Regions from separate parts of the Pan troglodytes genome. Here region 2 is linked to region 1. Evidence: chromatin contacts called from public Hi-C data. All regions are on one chromosome and are shown on one strand. The core of a region is the stretch at or near the end of the contact, and the rest is flanking DNA. Distances in the headings are between cores, read along the strand shown. Region 1 overlaps WDTC1 (WD and tetratricopeptide repeats 1). Region 2 overlaps LOC104006871 (a long non-coding RNA gene).

The links. A called contact is a pair of places that touch in the nucleus more often than the background predicts.
Region 2: a Hi-C map of induced pluripotent stem cells shows a contact between it and region 1, with 2.8 times the contacts expected there. The contact joins two enhancer-like sites. A contact is called at or near these places in 3 of 7 Hi-C or Micro-C datasets (induced pluripotent stem cells and stem cell-derived neural progenitor cells).

The regions. Positions count from the first base shown.
Region 1 is chr1:203,689,809-203,695,913 of NHGRI_mPanTro3-v2.0_pri, forward strand. It overlaps WDTC1 (WD and tetratricopeptide repeats 1), which reads right to left. Exons shown (of 16, transcript XM_024357242.3): 10 at 5,470-5,545; 11 at 4,716-4,821; 12 at 3,760-3,933; 13 at 407-642. Among named protein-coding and RNA genes, the nearest start is that of TMEM222, 23 kb to the left of the region's middle. Within about 2 kb of position 2,198, at least 15 of the 24 cell types and tissues checked have an H3K27ac peak or open chromatin away from gene starts, as enhancers often do. A contact at or near this core is called in induced pluripotent stem cells and stem cell-derived neural progenitor cells, where this site is marked.
Region 2 is chr1:203,928,799-203,934,903 of NHGRI_mPanTro3-v2.0_pri, forward strand. LOC104006871 (a long non-coding RNA gene) reads right to left here. Exons shown (of 3, transcript XR_008538500.2): 3 at 1-1,043. Among named protein-coding and RNA genes, the nearest start is that of TENT5B, 38 kb to the right of the region's middle. Within about 2 kb of position 3,338, at least 2 of the 24 cell types and tissues checked have an H3K27ac peak or open chromatin away from gene starts, as enhancers often do. A contact at or near this core is called in induced pluripotent stem cells and stem cell-derived neural progenitor cells, where this site is marked.

The DNA of each region.
Region 1 (6,105 bases), core at 948-3,447:
GCACTTGTACACTCGGAACAAACACGATGACCAGCTTCTGCCTCTCAGATGCCCAAGTGGAACCACCAGGGCCCTGTCTAAGCAGGTGTGAATGCCTAGCGGGAGCCTGACTGAGCTCAGCTTCCTCCTATCCTGGGCACCAGGCACTCCCCCAGGTGCTTTAAACATGCCATTTAAACATGCTGATCCTCAATAGAAACGCTCAGTGGGAGGTGCTGGCATGCCTCCTTTTCAGACCAGGAAACACTCTGAGAGAGAGACCAAGTAACTGCCCCAAAGTTGCATGGTTTCTGAATCAACATCTGAACCCAGGCCTCTCCAATCCCAGAACCATGACCTCTCCAGAATGTCATGCAGCATCTCAAAGAGAAAGAGTAACAGCACCCCCTCCTCAGTGCCCACTCACCACCATCATTTTTAGAGAAGAGGGCAGCTGTGATGTCGCGGCCCAATGCATCACAAGCGCTGCTGTGGGCCTGCTCCGGAAATTTCCCTTTGAAGTCGTCCAGGCACTCCAGGGCTTCAGCCACATACTTGAGCTCAAAGAGGCAGCGGGCCAGGCGAAAGTGTGCCTTCAGGTGGCATGGGTTTAGGGAGATGGCCTTGAGGCAGTCCCTCAGGGCATCATAGTGGTCACCATCCCTGGGAAGGCAGGGAAGAGTGGCTTGGAGGTGGAGCCACGTGGCAAGCAAGGGGTCCCCATTCAGTCTCCTCTGCTTCCTGTGGCCACCCCAGCCCACCACTGACAGATCTCATGGCAAGGGGACTTGAGGACGAAGAGAATCCTGGCTCAGCCCAGGCCTCCCCCATCAGGAGACAGAGTATGGTTAAGGAGCAAGCCAGGAAACCCTGAGGTCTTGAGGGTGGCAAAAGCTGGTGTCAGGCTGCCCTCTGCTGGGCACAGAGTGCAACTGCACACTGGCTCACCCCAGGCACCCGCAGCTCTGCAGCAGAAGGCCTGGCATCTTGCCCACCACAGGCTCCCCAAGCCCTCCTTCTCTCTTCCCCCATCCACCTTCTCAAATCACCCCCGGCTGGCCTTCAAAGCCACATCCAAGGCAGGGGGCCCTCAAGGACAGTTCTGTGGTCTGGGGAAGCCAGAAGTGTCAGGCTGGGGACGTAGGGTCTGACCAGCAGGCAGCAAGCCCTCAGCCAGACCCCCCCCCGTCCTGGCTGACTGATCCACAGCAGCTGTGGCCTCTACCTCCTGGGGCTGGAGGATGGGGCCTGACAGTCTGGCAGAGTCAGCTCTCTGGAAGCTGATGGTAAGGGGGGTTGTGCACACCAGGAGCTCCAAATCGTCCCCACTCACTTCTCCAACCTCCTGAAGCATGGATGAAGGGAAGTGGGAGTGCTTTTGATGGGGAAGCGGGGAAAGAGGAAGTGAAAGGAGGTCAGAGAAGCCCCTCCTTTTCCCACCCTGTGCCAGAATATAGGAAGCATACTCCCCCAGCACCCACAGACCTGTCCTTGCCTCTTGTCTGGAGAGCCAGACAGGCCACAGGAACTGCTTCTTCAGAAGCCATTTTTTTTTTTTTTCAGCTGGGCTGGAGTAGGCCTAGGACCCAACTGTGCCAAGCAGCAGTAAGAGGCACCCCTTAGAGTTAATGGCCCCTTCTCCAAGGGCACAGCTCACAACAATCCGGCATGGCTAAGGCAGGCCTGACATGGGAAGGTTCTTCCTGAGCCTCCTTCTGCAGCACTAAGAGGGAGCACCCAGTCCTCGGAGCAGCCACGCTCAGACCAGGAACCAGCAGCTCAGCCCATGTGGGGGCAGGCAGGAAACAGAGCTGCTTCAATGGTGTGGCCTGCGTCAGGATGAGTGGCTGTGACGAAGGAGCAGGCACTGTTTGGAAACCCAATTACTGCCTGCAAGGTGCCCCTCTGAGCTCCTGGGGAGAGCCAGACCAGAGACCAGCCAGGAGCCAGAGGGTGACAGCTCCCACTGCATCCAGGAGCAGATGGCAGCCCTGGGGAGACTGGCCCAGGACAGAATGTGACATTCTAGGGGTCACTGGCAGGCATGTGGGGATGGGGGTAGAGAGCAGGCTGGCCCCAGGGCTCACCCTTCCTAGACTCACTGCCAGATCAATCTCCCTGAAAGGACAGCCCTCGGCACATCCCTCTCCTGCTCAGAACTCTCCAGTAGCTGCCCATCATGCACTGAATCGAGGCCAACGTCACCGCTCTGCATTCCAAGCTCTCCCTAGGCCGGCCCCAGGCTACCTCACAGACTCATCTCCTGCCAGTCCCTTTCCGAACCCTCTGCTCCAGCCAAATGGATTTGCTGTTCTGCAAACAAGCTCTTCAGTCAGTCCCCCACCCCCACGCCTTTGTTCACACCATTTCATCTCCCTGGAATGTCCTTCCCCCACAGGCCCCTCCTCTCCTTCATCTCCTGTCTAAGCCTGCCTACACTTAAAGCCCATTCAGACGCCATGTCTTTCTGATGCTTCCCTGCTCCCCAGCTAAAGCGACCCAACTTTTCTTGATGCCCACAGCCCTTTACCTGACCATTCACAAGACTCACTGCTTCCTATCTCTTTAATGCTGAACTATGTCCACCACTTTACCCACTGTCTGGAGAGGCTCCTCTGGAGCACAGGAACTCAGAGTGATAGAACTTTGTGTTCCTAGTACCTAGCACATAGTAGGAGCTCAGAGAACATGCTGAGGGCACATATGGATTAGGAAATCACCAACCTCTCTTAGCAAGAATGCAGGAGTGAAGCTGAGCTCTTAGCCTACAGCCTGGATGAGGACCACTGAGTTCTACCCAACTGTTTGTTGGACAGAGAGGTGAATCAACTCACGATTCACCCAAAACAGTCATCTCCTGGGTTTGGCTACCACCTGAGCCCTTGGCCAACTCCTGATGCCTTAGCTAAGGCCGGGGGACAGCATCTTCCCCACCCCCACCTAGCATTACCATCCTGCTGACTTGGGTGGGTTTCTTAAGTTTCCCTCTCTGGCCTGCCGAGTTGCAGCCAGACGATGGCACACCAGCTGGCCTGTCTGTCTGGGCAGAGCCGACGGATGCCAGACGGAGCAGAAATGGCTGTGGGCCCAGCTCTATCCATCTCTAGTCCTGGCCCTGGCTGGGGGATGGGGGGGCGGGGTCTGCATGTCTGCTTGCCTGCTGGTGCTGCAGGCAGTAGGGCTGGGGGCCCTGATGGTCTCCAAAGATGAGGAGTTCTTTCAGATATGGTCTACTTCTTTATTACCAGCCACCATACCCTAGCGTGACCCATAGCCAGCTTTGGATCTCTGGGATATGGTTTGTACTCAGTCCAAAGGGTCTAAGAACACAGAAAGCAAGCCTTAGAGGGGCAAGGGACTGCAGAATATTTTAGACACATACCAACTGAATTCACCAAACCCCTCATTTCCACTTAGCAAGATTCCACTGCTCTTCAAAGTCCAATTCTCCAACAGTTGGGACTAACAGTCCTCAACTCATACTTCCCCAGGGGCCACAGCACTTTATAATAATATGCCATGTAGAAACTAGTTTTGAACATGTTCCACGTAACTGTGAGCTTCCTTAGTGCTTGAGACTTCCTGATTAATGGGTCAGATGCCTGCCCACCATTAGCCTGGAGGTGGGAAGGAGAGGCCAAGAAGCCCTAAGAGGCAGCAATATGTTCTTGCCACTTTCCCTGGATGCCTTGGCAACTTGGCTCCATCAGGCCCCTGCCTTTTGGTCCAGCTGCTTTCTCCCTCATCCTGACCCAGATCCCCTCTGCAGTGGCCACTCACCACTTGCGCTTCATGTAGGCTGCTGCTCGGTTTCCATAAAGCATGGCATTGTGAGGGGCCCTCTGCACAGCCTTGCTGTAAAGCTGAATGGCTTGGGTCCACTGCTGGCAGGCAAAAGCCTCATTGGCTTGCTGTTTCACACGCTCCAGGTATGGTGGTAGCTCTACTTGGGGGCTGCAGGGGAAATAGAGCCAAGTCAGAACAGTCAAAGAAGGTCAGAGCAGCCCCTCAGGGAGTCTGTAACATGGCCTGAGGGCCACCCAGATTTTCTTGGCCCCTGGGATCTGACTGCTATCCGGAAGAGGGGACCACTACCCTGGTCTGAGATATTACCTATTACTGTGATAGGGAATACCATTTGGAATTCCATTCCAAATACCATTCCAAATACTCTCAGCCAGTGAAAAGAAGAAGGGCAGAAATGAAGCTGTACTTCAACTCCTGGGCATGGTAGTAGCTGATACCACCTGCCTCCATGCTGAGCTGAATCTTATGACCACCCGAGTCCCTCCTGTGGATCGCTGTCTAGAGAACTCTTTCTCTCAAGGCTAGGGAATTTGAGCGCCTCTGTATCCAAAGCCCAGCACAGAGGCTGGCAGAGAAAAGAGGCAAGGATATGCTATAGGATGGGGAATAATATAATGCGGAGGCCCATTTGTATGCAGCCCCTTTTTGGAGACAGCTCAGTGCTAAGAGGCAGCTAGCTCCTGAGTCCTGACCCCAGTTACTGGTACCAACAGGCTAGAGCTACAGTCTGACCATGACTAGTGTTCTGCCAGGCAGAGGGGCACTGGAAACACTAGGCACCCTCCAAGAAGGCTCTTTGCCTTGGTCCTCACTCTCTGGGATGCATGAGTGGGTGTGGGTCAGGAGGAAGATTTACAGGTTATGTCCCTCCCTCCAGTCCATATAGTGTAACTGGGGCTTGGAGGGCTGGACAAGCCAGCTGGCCTCACCTGACATGTCCCCTACTCTCCGGCAGCCGGAAGCCATTGCTATGAAGGTGCAGGCCATTGGACACACCGTTGGACACACCGTTGGTGGACATCTTGCCATTCTGGACTTCTGGCAGGAGATAGTGAGAAAGTGACAGCAACAACTCAGGAAGAGGACCCATTTCTTCCTGGCAGCCCTCTAGCTTCCATCACGGGGTCTGATGGTTCCATCGTGGGACTGTTCTCCCAGAGTAAGATCCACTCCCAGAAAGCAAGTTCTGACATAAAGAAAAGCCCGTGCGCCCTCTGCTGGCTGGCGAGGGACACAACTTCACCGTGGCATTACTCAGCTGGGGCTGGGGCTGGGGCTGGGGCTAGGGCTGGGGCTGGGGCTAGGGCTGGGGCTAGGGCTGGGGCTGGGGTGGGAATGGAGTGAGGAGGTGCCTAAATCAACTGTAGGCCCCAGGAAGAAATCAATGAGAAGACTGGGCCAGGATACAAAGGAGAGGGGAACTACTTCAGGTTCTCAAGAGCCAAGCCATGGAAGGAACCTGTCTTTTCAGAGGGAAGCAAAAAGGGCAGTGATGCAAAGCTCTTGAAGAGATCTCTGCTCTATTGTCATCCTCTTTCTTACTGCATAGGTGGGGTTATTTCAGAGATCTGCTATTTTTGGAGGATCACAGTCCAGAGTAAAGGGCAGGCTTCTCAGCAGGTGTAGCATGCACTTAAGCTCCCCTACACCGCTGCAGTAGAGATACCCTAAGGGAGAACTTACCCCCCGAGGAGTGGCATTTTCTAGGCAAGAGGAAGGTGTACGGCCGCTGCTTGTAAGTCAAGTCAAACAAATAGACCTAGAGTTGAGGGGGGCAAAAAAAGAGATGGAAGCTGTGAGGTAAGGATGTGGTTGAACCAGTAAGCAGGTCTTGGTTTCTCAAGAACTAGAGTCTTGGAACACAGTGAGTGTTGAGCATAGAACCATCAAGCTATCCTAAGAGGTACTTCCAGCAAACCTCAGGCTGGAAAATCTTCCTAGCTCTAGCATTCAGGGTGGGCTATCTGATCTACCCAAAGTCCTGCTTGAAATACTATCATTAATTAGAATCACATTTGGCTGGGCATGGTGGCGTAGCCTGTAATCCTAGCACTTTAGGAGGCTGAGGCAGGAGGATGGTTGCTTGAGCCCAGGAGTTTGAGACCAGCTTGGGCAACATGGCAAAACCCCGTCTTTACAAGAAATACAAAAACTAGCCAGGTGTGGTGGCGTGTGCCTGTGGTCCCAGCTACTCAGGAGGCTGAGGTGGGGGAATCACTTGAGCCTGGGATGTCGAGGCTGCAGTGACCTGAGATTGTACCACTGCACTCCAGCCTGGGTGACAGAATGAGACCCTGCCTCAAAACAAACAAACAAACA
Region 2 (6,105 bases), core at 2,088-4,587, 240 kb after region 1:
GAGTAGCTGGGACTACAGGCATGCGCCACCACGCCCGGCTAATTTTGTATTTTTAGTGGAGACGGAGTTTCACCACGTTGGCCAGGCTGATCTCAAACTCCTGACCTCAGGTGATCCTCCCACCTCGGCCTCCCAAAGTGCTGGGATTACAGGCGTGAGCCAGCACGGCCGGCCGAGAGCTAAGGTTCTTAAATTAGTGAGTGGTTCTCAGAATCTCAGGAAGATCCTAGAAAAGGGAGGGGGGTGTCATGGGCTCTTGGACCTCCCTAATATCTCAGATCCTTTTTTTCTACACAGAACAAACCTCTTCCTTGAGTAGCTATCCTCCTAGTGAGTTTCTTGGCCCTCAGCTGTGTTAACTGCCCTAGGACCTGCCCCACCCCTACGCCATCATGGCTGGGAGTCCACCCCTACCCCGCCATTGCTGATTGGACCAGGGATGGGCACCTGACACGGCTGAGCCAATTAGATTCTGTCTGCCAGGAAATTGGAGCAGAGACAAGTCTCTGGTACCAAGTTTAGCTGTGCTCCACAGTGAGAGCCCATGAACCCCCGCTGTTAGCATCCACAGGACTGCCCTGGTCCCTGCCCTTCCTGGGCCTTGGCTCTTCAATTTCCCTTTGTACTGTGACGCACTCTGGCACCCTCCCACTGGATTCCACTTTTTTTTTTTTTGGAGGTGGAGTCTCGCTCTGTCGCCCAGGCTGGAGAGCAGTAGCGCAATGTTGGCTCACTGCAAGCTCCGCCTCCCGGGTTCAAGCACTTCTGCCTCAGCCTCCCAAGTAGCTGGGACTACAGGCGAGGCAGCTGGGACTACAGGCGCATGCCGCCACGCCCGGCTAATTTTTTGTATTTTAGTAGAGACGGGTTTTCGCCGTGTTGCTCAGGCTGGTCTTGAACTCTTGAGCTCAGGTAATACGCCCACTTCGGCCTCCCAAAGTGCTAGGATTACAGGCGTGAGCCACCGTGCCCGGCCTTGGATTCCACTTTTGGCTGAGTTGGCTTCTGTCACTGGCCTCCAGAAGAACCTTCACTGTAGCTGGCTGGTAGAGTGAGATGAGGATAGAGTTAGTGGGTTCAAGGTTGTCCCTGTGGTCTTAAACTGGGCTGTCCCTAAGAAATGGGCTCATCTAGTCAGTTTCCTGAGGAAACCATGAAATGCCAAAGGCTGAGGCTGTTGTTGGAACAGCTGTGGCAGTCGCTGGAGGACCCCTTTTTGCTATGGCCAGAACAGGCTGCTGAAACACAGAAAGTGCCAGTGAGTGAGGGGCAAAGCAGGAAGTGAGCCACTGGGAAGTTGGTGGGGCCTGCACGGGGCATCTTCCTCATCCTTCTTCAGACACAGAGCCCCTCATGGATAGAAGATGCTTAAACCCATTTATGCCTAGTGTTCCATTATTGGAACACTAAGCATGTGAGAGTTATTTATATCCTACTGCTCAAGGGCACTGCCAAGGTCTCATTGCAAAAATTCAAAAAATTGCAACCTCAGGCATACATGGGTTCTCTTAGATAGTTCTCGGAGGCATGGGAACCACTAAGTATAAAGTTTGAAGATTTACCTGAAGATTAACCCAAAGGCTGGTGAGGTAGCCAGCCTCCAAGATGGCCCCAGCAACCCCTACCTCCTGCTAGTTACAACCTTGTGTGGTCTTCTCTCACATTAAATAGGGTTGGCCTGGGTGACCAAGGGAGTACAGCAGGAGTGATAGCGTGTGATTTTCAAGGCTAGGCCATAAAAGAGATTGGTGGCTTCAACCCTGCCATGTTGGAACGCTTCCTCTTGGGGAGGGCAGCCACCATGTTGTGAGGATGTACAAGCAGCCCTGTGGAGAAGCCCATGCGTGAGGAACCAAGGCCGCCTGTCATCAATCAGCACCAACTTGCCAACTATGTGAGCTGCCTTGGGAGCAGATCCTCCAGCCCCAGTCAGGCCTTCAGGACTCAGTCATCCCAGCTGACATCTTTTTTTTTTTGAGATGGACTCTTGCTGTGTCACCCAGGCTGGAGTGTAATGGCGCGATCTTGGCTCACTGCAACCTCTGCCTCCTGGGTTCAAATAATTCTCCTGCCTCAGCCTCCCGAGTAGCTGGAATTACAGGTGCGTGCCACCATGCCTGGCTAATTTTTGTATTTTTAGTTGAGACGGTGTTTCACCATGTTGTCCAGGCTGGTCTCAAACTCCTGACCTCATATGATCTGCCCGCCTCGGCCTCCCAAAGTGCTGGGATTACAGGCGTGAGCCACCACGCCCAGTCCCAGCTGACATCTTGACCACAACTTCAAGAGAGACCCTGAGTCAGGGCCACCCAGCTAAGCTGCTCCTGGATTCCTGACCCTCAGAAGCTCAGTGAGAGGATAAATGTATACAAATGTATATTGGTTTTGGGGTTTTTGTTGTTGTTGTTGTTGTTGTTGTTGAGACGGCGTTTCACTCTTGTTGCCCAGGCTGGCGTACAAGGGCACAATCTCGGCTCACTGCAACCTCCGCCTCCCAGGTTCAAATGATTCTCCTGCCCCAGCCTCCCGAATAGCTGGAATTACAGGCATGCACCACCACACCCGGCTAATTTTTTGTATTTTTAGTAGAGACGGGGTTTCTCCATGTTGGTCAGGCTGATCTCAAACTCCTGACCTCAGGTGATCCGCCCGCCTTGGCCTCCCAAAGTGGTGGGATTACAGGCGTGAGCCATCATGCCTGGCCAAATGTATATTGTTTTAAGCTGCTAAATTTGGGGATGATTTGTGCCCTAGGAATAGATCTCTAAAATACCTGAGGATAAGAATGTGCTGGGCTTGGAATATCTCCAGAAATCACTCGTAAAGGCGGTAATGGAGTGAGGCTGTGTGGCCCAGATTTGCCTCAGTGGGACTTCAGGCACCAAAGGCAGCTGTGCAGAGCCCTCCACCTTCTCCTGTATCCTGTTTCCCTTTGGAAACGGAGGGAGGGAGCCCACGCCGTAGGACACGGCTGCTAACATTCCTGGCCCTCTCAGGTGCACCCTGCTTCATCAGCATGACAGCCAAATTAAATCCACAGTTCCTCTGATATTCAGAATACTAGTGTTGTAGGAGTTATTAAGAAATTATTTTAGGCAGATGGAGAGGAAAAGGAGTCCTTGGAAAGTTTTTGTTTTTTAAAGCATCTCCAGAAAAGCCTTTAATATGCAAATGCAGGTCATTAGAAACTGGGTCCACCCAACATGGCAATTCCTGCAGCCTTCTTGCTCTTGCCCCACATGTTCCTGGCAACATGGCTGCCCCCACATATCCCCACGTGTGTAAAACATCCTGGCACCCTGCATTTGCATATTAAAAGGCTAGGGTGGGAGGGCCAGCTTTTTTGCGGGCTAAGTGAATGACAGGCCTGGTCAAACCAATCCCCTGAGCCCTATGCAAATCAGACACCGCCTCCTCCAGCCTCTGTATATATACCCGGCTGGTTTGCACCCCACTTGGGGTTCCCTCTCTCGGCTTTGGAGCCCTCCTCTCTCTGTCTCTGTATGGGGGAGCTTCTTCTTTCTGCCTTCTCCCTTCTTGCCTATTAAACTTTCCACTCCTTAAAACAACTCTACATGTGTCTGTGTCGTTTTATCTAAACCAGCATGAGAACCAAGGACCCTGGTGTTCCTCCACTCATCAGAGCCATATCACCAGGATTTCTGAGTGCCCTTCCTATTGGTGGTAGAAGGTCCAACTTTTCTTCTCCTGAGGGAAGTCCAAGGATCCCAGAGTGTCTGAGAGTCTAAACGAGGCCATCCTGATCCGTTTTTCCCAGCAAAGGAAGAAACCAAAAAATCTCATCTAGACCTCTGAGGGGCTCAGCCTTCCCCAAACCAGAAATTCCAGCAGTTTCTCACAGTACATCTGAGGAAATGAAATACTGCCTTTACAAAACCCCCAGGGACCCATCCTGATGGAATAACTCTGGGATATTGTTGTGGTTGGACTGTTTGTCTCCACCAAAACTCATGTTGAAATACTTTTTTCTTTTATATATGTGTGTGTGTATATATATATACATATATGTGTGTATATATATACATATATGTGTGTATATATATACATATGTGTGTGTGTGTGTATATATATATATATATTTTTTTTTTTTTTTTTTTGAGATGGAGTCTCGCTCTGTCGCCCAGGCTGGAGTGCAGTGGCGCGATCTCGGCTCACTGCAAGCTCCACCTCCTGGGTTCACACCATTCTCCTACCTCAGCCTCCCGAGGAGCTGGGACTACAGGCGCCTGCCACCACGCCCGGCTAATTTTTTTTGTATATTTAGTAGAGACAGGGTTTCACCGTGTTAGCCAGGATGGTCTCGATCTCCTGACCTCGTGATCCGCCCGCCTCAGCCTCCCAGAGTGCTGGGATTACAGGTGTGAGCCACCGCGCCCAGCTCTTATATATATTTGAGACAGGACCTTGCTCTGTTGCATAGGCTGGAGTGCAGTGGCACAGTCATGGCTCACTGCAGCGTCAACCTCCCTGGGCTCAGGCAATCTTCCCACCTCAGCCCCTGGAGTAGCTAGGACTACACGTGCATACCACCATGCCTGGCTAATTTTTTTATATTTTGTCAAGATGGGGTTTCACCATGTTGCCCAGACTGGTCTGGAACTCCTGGGCTCAAGCAATCAGCCCACCTTGGCCTCTCAAAGTGCTGGGTTGCAGGCATGAGCCAGTGCACCCAGCCTATGCCGAAATGTAATCCCCAGTGTGGCCATATTGAGAGGTAGGACCTCTAAGAGGTGATTGGATCATGAAGGCTCTGCCCTCATGAATGGATTAATCTCATGGGTTAATGGATTAATGAGTTAATTGGTGATTATAGGAGTGGGACTGAGGACTTTATAAGAAGAGGAAGGGACACTGAGGGACACCACTCAACCCCCTCACCATGCGACGTCATGCCCTCCCACAGGAGTCTGCAGAGAGCTCCCACCAGCAAGAAGACTCCCACCAGATGTGGCCCCTCGACCTTGGACTTCCCAGCCTCCAGAACTTTAAAAATACATTCATTTCCTTTAGAAATTACCCAGTTTCAGCATTCTGTTGTAAGCAACAGAAAACAAACTAAGACAGATGTCTGAATCTGTCAGAGTAGAGAAGTCCAGGCCCCAGCACAAGCTGTCATCCTGGAAGCTATCAGACCACATGCTTCCCAGGAAAGGAAGGGAGATGCAAGGTCGTGCAAACTGCAGGAAGCCTGCAGGCCTGTCCGGGCCCTGGGGGTCTGGTGCTGCTTCTCCCCTACCTGCCTTCAAATTTACCCCACCATCCACTTCATTCCCAGCAGATCTCACTGCCTATAGGCCTCAGGTGGCCAGAGACCAGGGACCTTTCTGCTCAGGATCTGCTTCCCAAGGACTCCTACTCTTTTCTCTGATTCTCCTTTTAGGGAATCCCTGAGACGCAGGAGCACTGTGGTGACTTCTTTCCTGCTGCTGTCACAGTCATGGGGCAGAGGGCAGAGACCCTAACCTAGAAGAGGAAGGTTTTCTCCCTGATGCCCCACAATTGTGCACCCAGCATACAGGGAAGAGCCAAGGAGCCAGGGAAACACTGCCCAGCCAGCACCCAGTGGGACAGATGTGTGCCCTGGCCCCGGTGCAGACCTCACTACCATGATGGCCTGCACACCCTGCCTGCCCACCTCCTTCCCCTTGGCCTGCTGCCCCTACCCCAGGGCAGGGTCTCAGCTGAGGAGGGAGCTGTGGTCACCCCAGCACTCCTTGCATGCTGAGTTGGGATGGGACTGTGCTTGTAGTTATTCCCACTACATTCTGGAGAACTTTCCAGGCCCTTGGGAAGCGCATAGGAGGTGCTTCTTATGCTGCAGTCCTCCATGAATGTGAGTTTATGGGAAGGCCAGGGAAACAGTGAGGCCTGGGGACAGCTCTTCAGCCATCCTCTAGCCTGAGTAAAGCCGAGTATAGCAAAGAGATACAGCCTTCCCCGACGACCAGGACAGACCCAGAGGAGCAGTAGCCACTTTCTCACCTGTAAAATGGGAATGAAGCCGGAAGCGGTGGCTCACACCTGTAATCCCGGCACATTGGGAGGCTGAGGCAGGCGTATCACCTGAGGTCAGGAGTTCGAGAC